3 separate regions of the Mus musculus genome follow, and all the other regions are linked to region 2. Evidence: chromatin contacts called from public HiChIP or PLAC-seq data. All regions are on one chromosome and are shown on one strand. The core of a region is the stretch at or near the end of the contact, and the rest is flanking DNA. Distances in the headings are between cores, read along the strand shown. Region 1 holds the start of Rcan3 (regulator of calcineurin 3). Region 2 holds the start of Ifnlr1 (interferon lambda receptor 1). Region 3 overlaps Grhl3 (grainyhead like transcription factor 3).

What was found. HiChIP or PLAC-seq counts read pairs in DNA pulled down with a chosen protein or histone mark.
Region 1: an HNF4G HiChIP or PLAC-seq map of pancreatic cancer cells shows a contact between it and region 2. The contact joins the promoter of Rcan3 here to the promoter of Ifnlr1 in region 2. A contact is called at or near these places in 8 of 39 promoter capture datasets (the C10 cell line, the SN4741 cell line, cranial neural crest and 5 more), 8 of 484 Hi-C or Micro-C datasets (embryonic stem cells, lens fibers, olfactory sensory neurons and 1 more), 14 of 115 datasets of contacts at active chromatin or transcription factors (the 230-238 cell line, T-cell acute lymphoblastic leukemia, acute myeloid leukemia and 8 more) and 2 of 9 other capture datasets (adipose tissue and liver).
Region 3: a contact with region 2 is called in an H3K27ac HiChIP or PLAC-seq map of embryonic stem cells, with 8 read pairs. The contact joins the enhancer-like site here to the promoter of Ifnlr1 in region 2. A contact is called at or near these places in 4 of 39 promoter capture datasets (the HPC-7 cell line, hippocampal neurons, liver and 1 more), 13 of 115 datasets of contacts at active chromatin or transcription factors (bone marrow-derived macrophages, embryonic basal ganglia, embryonic hindbrain and 4 more) and 4 of 9 other capture datasets (adipose tissue, liver, macrophages and 1 more).

The regions. Positions count from the first base shown.
Region 1 is chr4:135,431,758-135,435,439 of GRCm38.p6, reverse strand. Rcan3 (regulator of calcineurin 3) reads left to right here and starts at 1,635. Exons shown (of 5, transcript NM_022980.4): 1 at 1,635-1,828.
Region 2 is chr4:135,684,522-135,687,766 of GRCm38.p6, reverse strand. It overlaps Ifnlr1 (interferon lambda receptor 1), which reads right to left and starts at 1,310. Exons shown (of 7, transcript NM_174851.3): 1 at 1,168-1,310. The coding sequence starts at 1,225.
Region 3 is chr4:135,543,105-135,546,606 of GRCm38.p6, reverse strand. Grhl3 (grainyhead like transcription factor 3) reads left to right here. Exons shown (of 16, transcript NM_001013756.2): 15 at 300-364. Among named protein-coding and RNA genes, the nearest start is that of Gm30888, 29 kb to the left of the region's middle. Within about 2 kb of position 1,331, at least 87 of the 459 cell types and tissues checked have an H3K27ac peak or open chromatin away from gene starts, as enhancers often do. A contact at or near this core is called in adipose tissue, bone marrow-derived macrophages and embryonic stem cells, where this site is marked.

The sequences.
Region 1 (3,682 bases), core at 386-2,885, 250 kb after region 2:
CATACACATGCATACTTGTGTGCTTGTGCACATATGACTGTGGGGGTAAGAAGCTGGCCACATTTACTCTTTATTGCATATTTTGAGACGCAATTTCTCACTGAACCCAGTATTTAGCCAACTGAGTCACCTCAGAAACTGAGTTCAGAGAATCTTTCTTTCTTTTTTTTTAAGATTTATTTATTTATTATTATATGTAAGTACACTGTAGCTGTCTTCAGACACTCCAGAAGAGGGAGTCAGATCTCATTACAGATGGTTGTGAGCCACCGTGTGGTTGCTGAGATTTGAACTCAGGATCTTTGGAAGAGCAGTCAGTGCTCTTAACCATCTAGCCATCTCACCAGCCCAAGGGGAAACATTTCTATGCTTCTTGATGTGAGTATAGAAGTCACTCTCCATAATTCTTTGATGAAAAAGTGAAGAACTTGACGTGTTAAGTCAAGTTTAATCAGGAGCCTCAGGGTGGAAAGCTGCAGAAACTTCCTAAAGCAAAAGGGATACAACACTGTGATCCTGTGGGGGACACTATGGGAGTCACTCTGACGAGGATGCTATGCCCTGCATTTTGTGCCCATGACTCTCACCGAGTGACAACACTGTGTCCTTAGTTTTGACCCCCTTGTTTCATTTGTCCTATGAAGGGTCTTGCGTAAATGACAAAAGCTGATTTTCTATTTATTATTTGTTTATTATTCAGAAGGGCAGCCGTGTGGAAGTCAGAGAACACTTGCAGGAGTTCTCTCCTTCCATCACGTGCGTCCGGGGTTGGGAGCAAGGACCCTCAGAACTGAGCCATACGGCCTGGATAGCAGAGCAGAATCCTTCTAGCGGGAGCTGAGAGTTCTCCAGCTCTGTACCGTTCATCCAGTTTGTGAGCTGGAAGAGGGCACAGCTCCCTGACAGGCTGGTCTCAGCAACAGCAATTAAAATTAAAATGCCAGCCAGCCTCGGCGCTACTACTAGCCTAAACCCTGACCTAGACATAATTAATGTTCCATTATCTCCAAGGGAGATAAGCAAGACTGTGTGGAAAGGCAAACGCAAATATCATTAATATTGTACATCTGTGCTGGGTGCAATGGAGGGAGGGATGGGGCGCGCGCAGTCACACACCTGGTGACACCCATAGCACAGCCACGTCGCCATCGCCTCTACTGGGCGACGGGAGCTGCGGGGCGAGGTCGGGCACATCCGGCTGCCAGGTTCCTAGAAGGCTACCCCGGGTTAAGCTCACAGGAACCCGCCCCGAGAAGGTTCCTAGTATCCCGGCTAGCTGTTCCTGTCACTGTCACGTGAGGTCAGCAAAAAGAGAGAGAAAATGTTTCTTGGGGGCGGCGGATACCAAGGGGACATCAAAAGTCCCGTTCTGGAGGTCAAGGAAAGCCTCTGCCTTAAGAGTGCCGGCCCAGGGGGGGTGGGAAAAAAAAAAAAAAAGAGTGCCGGCCCAAGTCCCTCAAAGCCAGTGCCAGCCAGCCAAGAGGAGCAGGCGAATGCGCGCGCGCAGAACCCACCCCCGCCCCCAGAGCCCCGCCCACCACTCGGCGACTCCCGCCCACCCAGCTGTCAGCCCCGCCCTCCTGTCTGTGCGCCGGCGCAGCGCGCCCCCTGGGCGCGAGGAACCCAGGGAGGGCGCGAGGCGCGCGGGCCCGGGAGCGCGCGCGACGCTGGCAACCTCGCTCAGCCCTAGGTCACCGCCCGTGTCGCCGGCTGAGGCGGCCGCTGCGGCCCGCGTTGAGGGCGTGGTGGCTCCGGGTGGTGAGGGTCTGTCCGCCCCAGGCCGCGCTCGTGGGCATCCCCCCTCGGGCCTCTCCCCTCGAGCGCACAGGTGAGTCTCCCCTTCGCAGGGCGGGGCCGGGTCGCGGCCGCTCGGAACAGGTTTGCAGCAGCTCTGGGTGATGGATCCCCAGGATCCCTGAAAGTTAAAGCAGCCTCAGCTAGAGCAGCAGCTGCCCAGATCCTCCAGGAACCCCCTAGACGTTGCTAAGGACCAACCGCCTGATGCCCAGGATCTCCCCCAGCAGCTTCGGGGTAACGTCCTGCAAAACAACCCTCGCCCCCAGGTCCTTTCTCCTCCACCAGCAATTTCTCCACCCGCAGTTCGACTTTTTGAAAGATGTCAGGCCCAACCTGGCCCCCCCCTCCCGGAGGGCAGGGAAGGTGTGGCTAGTAAAACCCTCCTGGCAGCAGGTGGAAGCCCCACTCCCCTCTCTCCTCCCCTCCCCCAGGATGCAGGAATCCTCGTGCTTCTCTGCTTCCCTGGCATCTGGAAACTTGTCCGCTTCCTCTTGAACCCTTCAATAGCTGTCTGTTTCCAGGTTGTGGGGTTCCAGCTTCCGTGCGAAATCTCATCATCTCCTCTGGGGATTAAGATTCTAGCGGCTCACGTCCATGTTTCAGATTCAAACTAGGATTATGTAGAGTGATGTTTTATTGTAGGGTTTAAAACCAAATATATATATATTCGCGTCCCAATATTGAAGGCTATCTAGGACAATACATTTACTTGAACTTTTCGTAGAAGTCTCTCATCTACTAGTTGGCCAGAGAAGTAATTGACCATCTGTAGCTATGATTAGTGATTACTTTAAAATGTTATTTTAAGAACTGGGTGTGGCACACGTTTATAATATTAGCAAGTGGGAGACTAGTCTGGACTACATAATACGGTCCTGCCCAACAAAACAAAATAAAACCTATCTTAACACAATGCCATTACCTCTAGTCCAATATATCAATATGTAGTCCTATGAGATGGCTCAGCTGGTACAGACAGACACACTTACTGCAAAGCCTGACAGTTGGAGTTCCCGGATCCCGGGGATCAACATGGCAGGAGGAGAGAATCAGCTTTTGCAAGTTGTCCTTTGACTAATACCTGAGTGTTGCTGAGGCCACAGTCAAACACACATATAAACATTCAATAAATATATGTTAACAAAATAGTGTGCCGGGGGCGGGGGATGTCCACTGTTAAGAGCACCTACTGCTCTTGCACAGAACTGGGCTCTGAGTCCTAGCACCCGTATGTAACTTCAGTTCCAGGTGATCCCACCCCTCCTCTGACCTCTGAGGGCTTATGCACACACCTGATGCATGTACACAAACTCAGAAGTAAGTAAAAGGGCAGAATTTGAGGAATATATTAAGTCTCAGAGTCTGGGTGTTTATGCAGCATGCACAGTTGTTCATTTTGATGGGGATTTCACGTTAGCGTTCAGTTATACATTGGATGTGGGAGGATTATGAAAAAGATGAAATCAGTATCCTGTTACTCTTCACTGCAGCTTTCCAATTTGCTTCATTGGCAGCCAGTTTCCAAGAGAGGAGCTTTTAGTGTTTTGGGGGAACACAGATTTGATTTTTTTTTTTTTAACTATTCAATCATGCTATATTTTAAGGTTTTAAAACCTTGGAGTGCTCACTAACCCACGAGAAGCAATGCTGCATGATGTTACAGGAAGTGTGGGTCCAAAGGGGGGGTGGGCAGGCATGAAGATACTATAACTTAGAGCTCCAGACCTGCCACCCAGCTCCAAAAACCTACACAAAGCTCAGCCTGGCCTAGAGTGATGTAGTTCAATGGTAAAGCCCTTGACCGGCATGCTGGAGATGCCAGGTTCAATCCTCAATATGAAAACAGAGAAACAGAAAAACCCTCTCGCCATTGAGCTGCAGTAGC
Region 2 (3,245 bases), core at 61-2,560:
ATTGAGACACCGCAGTTAAACCCAGCTTCCAGTTTGTCTAGCAAGAGGCCACTCTGTATGTAAGCCCCTTAGTTTTAAGCCATCCGTGAGCCATCCATGAGCAGGACAGGCCCAAAGTTTGAGCTTGGCCACATGGGGAAAGTCACAGTTCAGAGTTGCCACACTTCACAGAGTCTTCAAGGGTTCCAGGGACTGGTATAGCACTGTATAAAATGTCATTCAGTCCTCAGGACAGACTACCCCTTGGGGCAAGGTGTTACCCACAGCCATCATCAAAGAGACACGGCTCAGAGATCAATGTTAACTAAACCAGTTTGTGTCAGGGATGGAACATAATCCCGTGTCCCCCAAGACCCTCGTTAACTCAAAAACACTGCTACAGAGCTGTGAGCTCGCTCAGGGCAGGGGCAGCACTGGTCATGGGCAAACCTAGGGCTCAGCCTTATTCCTCTGCCCTGTGTGTGCCCCTCTGGGGTACTTCTAAAGCAACCTATGAAGTGCTCTGAGCCTCAGTTTCCCTCACTTAAAAATGATGACTGTCTACCACTTAGAGCAGCTGGGTTGAAAACCTTAAGGAGAACACAGTGGCCAGGACAAAGAAGCAACCAAAAATAATATGAACGTTTATGATTGTTTATCGGCTCTAAGAACCCTTCCTGCTCCTTTGACTGCGTCTAGGACTCTGAAGTATGCCCATGGCTTCCTCCCTGGGGAAGTTGATGAGTGGAAAATTGGGGTTCGGTGCTTGGGTCCTGGCCTCGGGTATTCTGTGCCCCGCTGTCTTACCAGATGAAAGACAAAGAGAGAAAATGCCCCGTTAAAGAGTCTCCTAGCAGGGACCAGATCAACCAGAGCTGGATCCCGGCAGCTCCTGTATGTCCCCTATTAAAAGTGTCAATCAGGTATGCACTCTGGGATTCGGTCAACAAATACAGTCAACGCTTTCCGGTGTCTGTGCCTGGAACTCCCGGCCCTGCCTGGAATAAGGAAACCGGGATCCTTTCGTCCAGAAAAGGCCGTCCAAGCTCAGGATTGTTTCACTCTGGGACCAAGCAAACCCGCGGCAAGTGTACAGAATCCCTGAGGCCCAGCACCAAGTCCCCTCTCGGGACCTCGGGTGGGTGGCACATCTTCGCGGTCCCCGCGGTCCCCGCGGTCCGTACTTACCTAGGGCGCTCTGCAACAGGAACAGGAGTAGGGGCGCCCACCGGTCGGCCCGCCACATTTCGGTCCCTGGGGTCCCCGCCGCCCGCCGCAAGGCCCCTGGGCGGCAGGTGACAAGGGCGGCGGCCCAGGGAGGAGGAGCCTCCGGCGGTGCCACCGGTGGGGATTCACCTAGGGCTGCCCCGCGTCGCCTGCCGTGGGTGGGGGCGGGGCTCTCAGTAACATTTTTTAAAAATCAGACAAGAAATCCAGTTCTGGGGTTCCGTTGAGGAGTAAATAGCACCTAGGGTAGAGTTCGAGGAGACTGGCAAGACTCCCGTTTTGCAGGCGGAGCGGGGGATGGCACCCAGCCTGTCTTGCGAGTTTCTTACTGAGTTTCTGCAGGAATTCCCGGCAGGCTTGTTACTCCCCGCCTACATCGCGGTAAAAGCTTGGAGGAGGCTGTCCTAAGCTGCAACGCGGTCTGTGTCGCTACTAACCAGAAAGGACATCGCTTCAGGCTTTGTTTTCTATCCTGGAGCAGGGGACACTTCATTCCACCACACAAACCATTCTAACTAGCCAAGTGGGAAACGCTGGTTTTGTAAACAGAAGGGCCGAAACCAGAAACCTGCGAAACCACGGAAGGGGAAGCGGGATCTTTCTAAATTACTCTCCTTATAGGTAGAGTCGGGACAAGGCTAGGACAACAACGTGTGTGTGTGTGTGTGTGTGTGTGTGTGTGTGTGTGTGTGTGTGTCCTTTTGTGTGTAAGGATTAAGGGTTATGGACTTCATCTTCTGCATTTTGCCTGCACGGAGTGCGAATGGGGAGTTGGGGTGGATACCACATAGGTACATTGATATCTCTATGGAATTGTTGCAGAATACATACAAGATAGAAAAAGAACAAAAGCTGGACTTTTGGAAAGCAGGCCATTAGCTCAGGTTTCTCTTGATCTCCTGGGGGATTCAATAGACAGCTTAGTTTCTGTCTGGGGACCCAACTTTAACTCGAGTTATTTTGATTTGATTTTTTTTTTAAACTCTGCTCTGTTCAGGCCCAGCACAACAAGAGGTGTCTGGGATTTTTTAAACTACATTCGAGAAGCACAAAAACACATCCTAAAATTATGAGCTTTTTAAGGTACACACCTGCAATCCCAGCCCTGGGTTGATAGAGGTTGGGGGACCAGGAGTTCAAGGTTAACCTTGGCTATGTAAGAAATCAATCATTATGATCCATTTTCAGTATAAGGTGTGTTTAGGGCTCGTCAGAGATGGTGGAGGGGCTCTAGGCCCCTTTTTCCTCTGCCTAGCAGCTGGTGTCTGCTTCTCTAGGTATTGTCAGTGTGTTCTAGGGTTGAAAGTTACAGGTAGTCTGCCCGCCTGTAAGCTCACATATCAGAAAAGGAAAGGTTTGTGTCCTGTACCATTTAGATAAGGAATTCCGGAAGGGGACAATACTAGACAGCAGGTAGATTTTAGCTCCCTGAAGAATTCAGCCAATGGGAACCAAAGAGAGCCGAGAAATGAGATTAGGGGCATAAAAACCATTTTTGTGTCACATTTGGTGCCCCAAACATGTTTGCCTTTTCTCTGGGCTGACTCTACTTTGCAAGTTCTCAACACAAACTGATTCTCTGCTGGGGCTCCAGGACCCTTATTCTGAAATGAAGACCAAACGAATTCGGAGTCCCAGGACTCTTATTTTGAAGTGAAGACCACTGCTTCTCAGCTTTATAGGGATTCAGTTGAGGCTAGCCTGATCTACTCAAGACTTTGTTTCAATTAAAACAAAAGGAGCAAAAAGCTGGATAAAGCTATGTCTTCCTAGACATCATAGAGAGAAATATCTAGACATCTCCCTCTACAGTAATGGCCATTATTTTGGAGTAAAGAGGATTTTTTTCTTTACATTTTTTTTCCCCAAGTAATGACTGTTTCTTATGAGCAGGTTAATGGTGAAGTAAACAAAAGGCTAATTATAGAGACAAGAAGCGCAGCTAATTCCTTTCTTGTTATCTACTGCACTGTGCTCAGGTTCACGGCTGTATTCAACTTACATCACTCTCACGTGCTCCCTTGCTACTCAGAAAAACA
Region 3 (3,502 bases), core at 82-2,581, 140 kb after region 2:
CACTAAAATGCAGTTTGCTAAGGGTTTCTTGTGATTTGGCTTATCATAAGACAATTCAAAATAATATCAAACCCCCTACGGGTGATGTAAATTTATGCGTATGTACGCATGCACAGCACACAGAGGGGAAGGTGCCCAGGTGACAGTGGTGTTCTCCCCAGGGAAATAGGATCATTGTAATTCTCTTTGTTTTCCCGCTATTTATTACTTTTATAGCCACCAAGTAAAAGGCAGTAGTATAAAGTATGTATAAATCCAGTTTGGGCCACAGGCAGTGAAACCTTACCGTTTCCTTCCAGATCTCTGAGAAGTACGGCCTCCCCGAGGAGAATATTTGCAAAGTCTACAAGAAATGCAAGCGAGGGTAAGTGCCACTTCAGTCCTCCAGGGGCTACTCAGAGCTACCAAGGCTGGGCTTGGCCTTGGCGGAGTTACAGAGAGCATGCTCAGTGAGGGTGGAGAGTCCCCAAGTCAGGCCAAGGTCATGGTCACCTCTCCACCTGCAGAAACCTGGGTGAGAGTAGGAGGAGGTGCAAGGGTCTTCTCACAAGTGACCCTCCTGGCATAGAGGGGGGAGTGCGGCTCGCTCATCAGAAGACCCAAGTTCAAGTCCCCAAAACACTGGAGACCAAAGTTCTTCTCTTATTATGTTCATTGTAGCAACCTCCATTCACCCGACTCCTGTTACAGACATCAGACTGAGTCTATCTCATTTAACCCTTGGAATCACACTGGCACACACACCCACATTTTACATGCAGGAAAACTGAGGCTCGGAGGCAATAAGCAGGGGTGGGTGCAGGAGCAGTGAGCAAGGCACCAGAGGTAAGGAGGCCCAGAGGAGCCTCCCCAGGCAGAGGGTGACAGGAAGGGGTGGCTGCCAGGAGCCTAGGTGGGAATTTGATTGGGGATTAGGTTGAAGAGCCCAATCAAAAGAAACTCCAAGGTTCTCTTCCCCCTCCAGGCTACAGCAGGCAGGAGAGAAGCAGGCCATACTCTCCAGGACCTGCTAGTCCTCCCGCTGCTCTGTGGGGAGCACAGCTGCACCCCAATAGACAGTCTAACTCCAGCTGCACTTGAGCATGACCCGCCCGGTGGTCGGCACATTCTCCCATTGAGAATGCCTGGCTTCCTCCAAGCCCCGCCCCCTTGTCCTTCCTCTGTGGCTCCCAGCTAGCCTCCCAGGCAAAAGGCTGGAGTGTAGAAAAGGACCCATTTGGTTTGGGTTGCATGAGAATCTAGAGGGTTTTGTCGGTGTGTGGGGTCTCTCCCCTCCCACCAGCCTCCTCCCTCTCCTCTCCGCCATCCCATCAAGTTTCGGTTTCATACAGGGGCTCACCCTCTGTCTGGAGTAAGACTGCTTCTCGTCTGCTTTGCCCAGACAAGCCCAGCCCCACTTCTCCTTTAGCGCCACACCCATGTGCCCTGCTTTCTGCCCCTCCTGTGCAGGGTTCCCCTGAGGGACCAGGGATAGTCTGTGTAAGTTGGGAAGTTGATGAGCTGTGAGGCTCAGCGTTCTAGCTCCTGGCTCCTTTGCCGGGAGGCCTTCCCATCAATCCAGGCAGCTGCTCAAACTGTAATTGTCATGACTTCCATCACGGAAGTTCTTCCCTCGGGCCAGATACTGTCCCCAGTAATTCCTGGCATCATCCCGGCTGCCCTTGAGCTCGGCAGGATCCCCCCGCCCCCCTTTGAAGCTGAGGTTCAAAGTAGCGGTCCTGAGTTAGAGACTAGCAAAAGAGATTCTCGGTGACCTAAAGTGCACCCCCCCCCCCCACACACACACGGCTTGATCTCACCTCTCCTCCTTGTTCCTCTGACCTCTAAGAAATATGCACATATTGTTCACTCAGCACTGTGGAGCACATGAACTCCACAGCCATGAGAACTTCAGCTCAAAGATAAGAAATATGAAAGACCATATTTCCATATATGAGTTCATTCAAATATATGTCCACATCAGAGAAAGGTGGATATTCTAACCCAAAGCCTACTTTATTCTCACAGGTCTCCTCCCCCCAAGTCCTCCAGACCAAGGTAGATAAAATCAATTTTACAAGCATCATAGAGTGCTTGAAAGATTAACCAACACACTGTTTTTGCTGGCAGTGGGCCAGGGGGGTTAACTCAATACAGGCAGAGGGGTTGGAAGCTAAGAAATAACAATAACTGTTGACAAGTGCCTGCCACTGGCTGGGGACCCAGTTGTCACTGACCTCTTACTGGAGGATCCATCTTCACACCACTGCCCTGGAGGTGCGCTTACACAGCCCAGTACGCTGAGGCTGATGAATGCCATGCTAGGAAACAGACAATTCAACCCTGAAGTTTCCAGAGCACACACCTTCTCTCCTCCCCACCCAGCCCTGCTCTCTAGTGTATCTCCAGCCTTCAGCCCCCAAGATAATGATCACCTGGGAATGCAGGGTCCTGCCAGCCCCCAGACTCTGGGAGCCCCACCTCCAACCTTTTCCCCAAAAGAAGGCGCTGCCAGCTGGTGCTGACAGATGACAGAAATAGCCCAGTGGGCTTCTCAGGTTCACTACTGTCCCTGCCACCCTTCCCAGAGTCCTTACAAAAGCAAGCATCTACTGAGCTCTTGCCTGAACATAGATTTTTGGCTTCCTTCTGACTCCCACTAACTTGTATTTATAGGATTTTGTGGCTCTTTTCCCTATCCTGAAAAGTGATATCATAGAAATACAAAGGTCTAGATTAAAACCTGAGCTCTGCCATCTACTAACCGTGGCTACAAAAGAATAGCTTTGTGTCTTTGAATCGTAGCTTCTCCATTCTATTGCCTGGCATGGCATGGTTGTTAAGAACCCAGTCTTCCTTTCTGGATGAAATTCTGGAGGACAGAATTCAGGTCCAATTAATTTGTGTGCAGGAGCAATGTCCTGCACATGAAAGTGTCCAGCAAAGACTGAAAGATCAGAGATAAATGGATATATGGAGGGAGGATGGAGGAAAGAGATGGGGAGATGGATGGGTAGGTGGATGGATGGACAGATGGATGGATGGACGGATGGACAAATGGATGGATGGATGGGTAAATGGGCAGATAGGTGGATGGACAGATGGATAGATGGATGGATGGACAGACAGATGATGAATAGATGAACAGAGAGATGGATAAATGGTTGAATGTATATGCCCAATTCTATCACCTGCTCAGAAGATTAGCAGGGAGACAAAGCACAGCTCAGGTGACCTCTGGGTGACTTTTTATCAGGGAGGCAGCTCTTACAGGGTACTCTTGATATAAACTATGACTTTGACCCTTTCAGAGCCCATAGCCATGGAGTTCATGCTTCTTGAGCTTCAAGTCCCTGACTTGAGGGTGGAGGCTCCATCCTTCCAGTCTGTTATATAATCCCCTTGAGATTTCAGCTTGACAGGAATCAATTGAGAGGGGTGTTGTATGGCCCCTGTCTCTGGCTCAGGCCAACACACCTGAGTGGCTCAGTGTAGCTTTCTGTGAAACCCAGATTACTACACC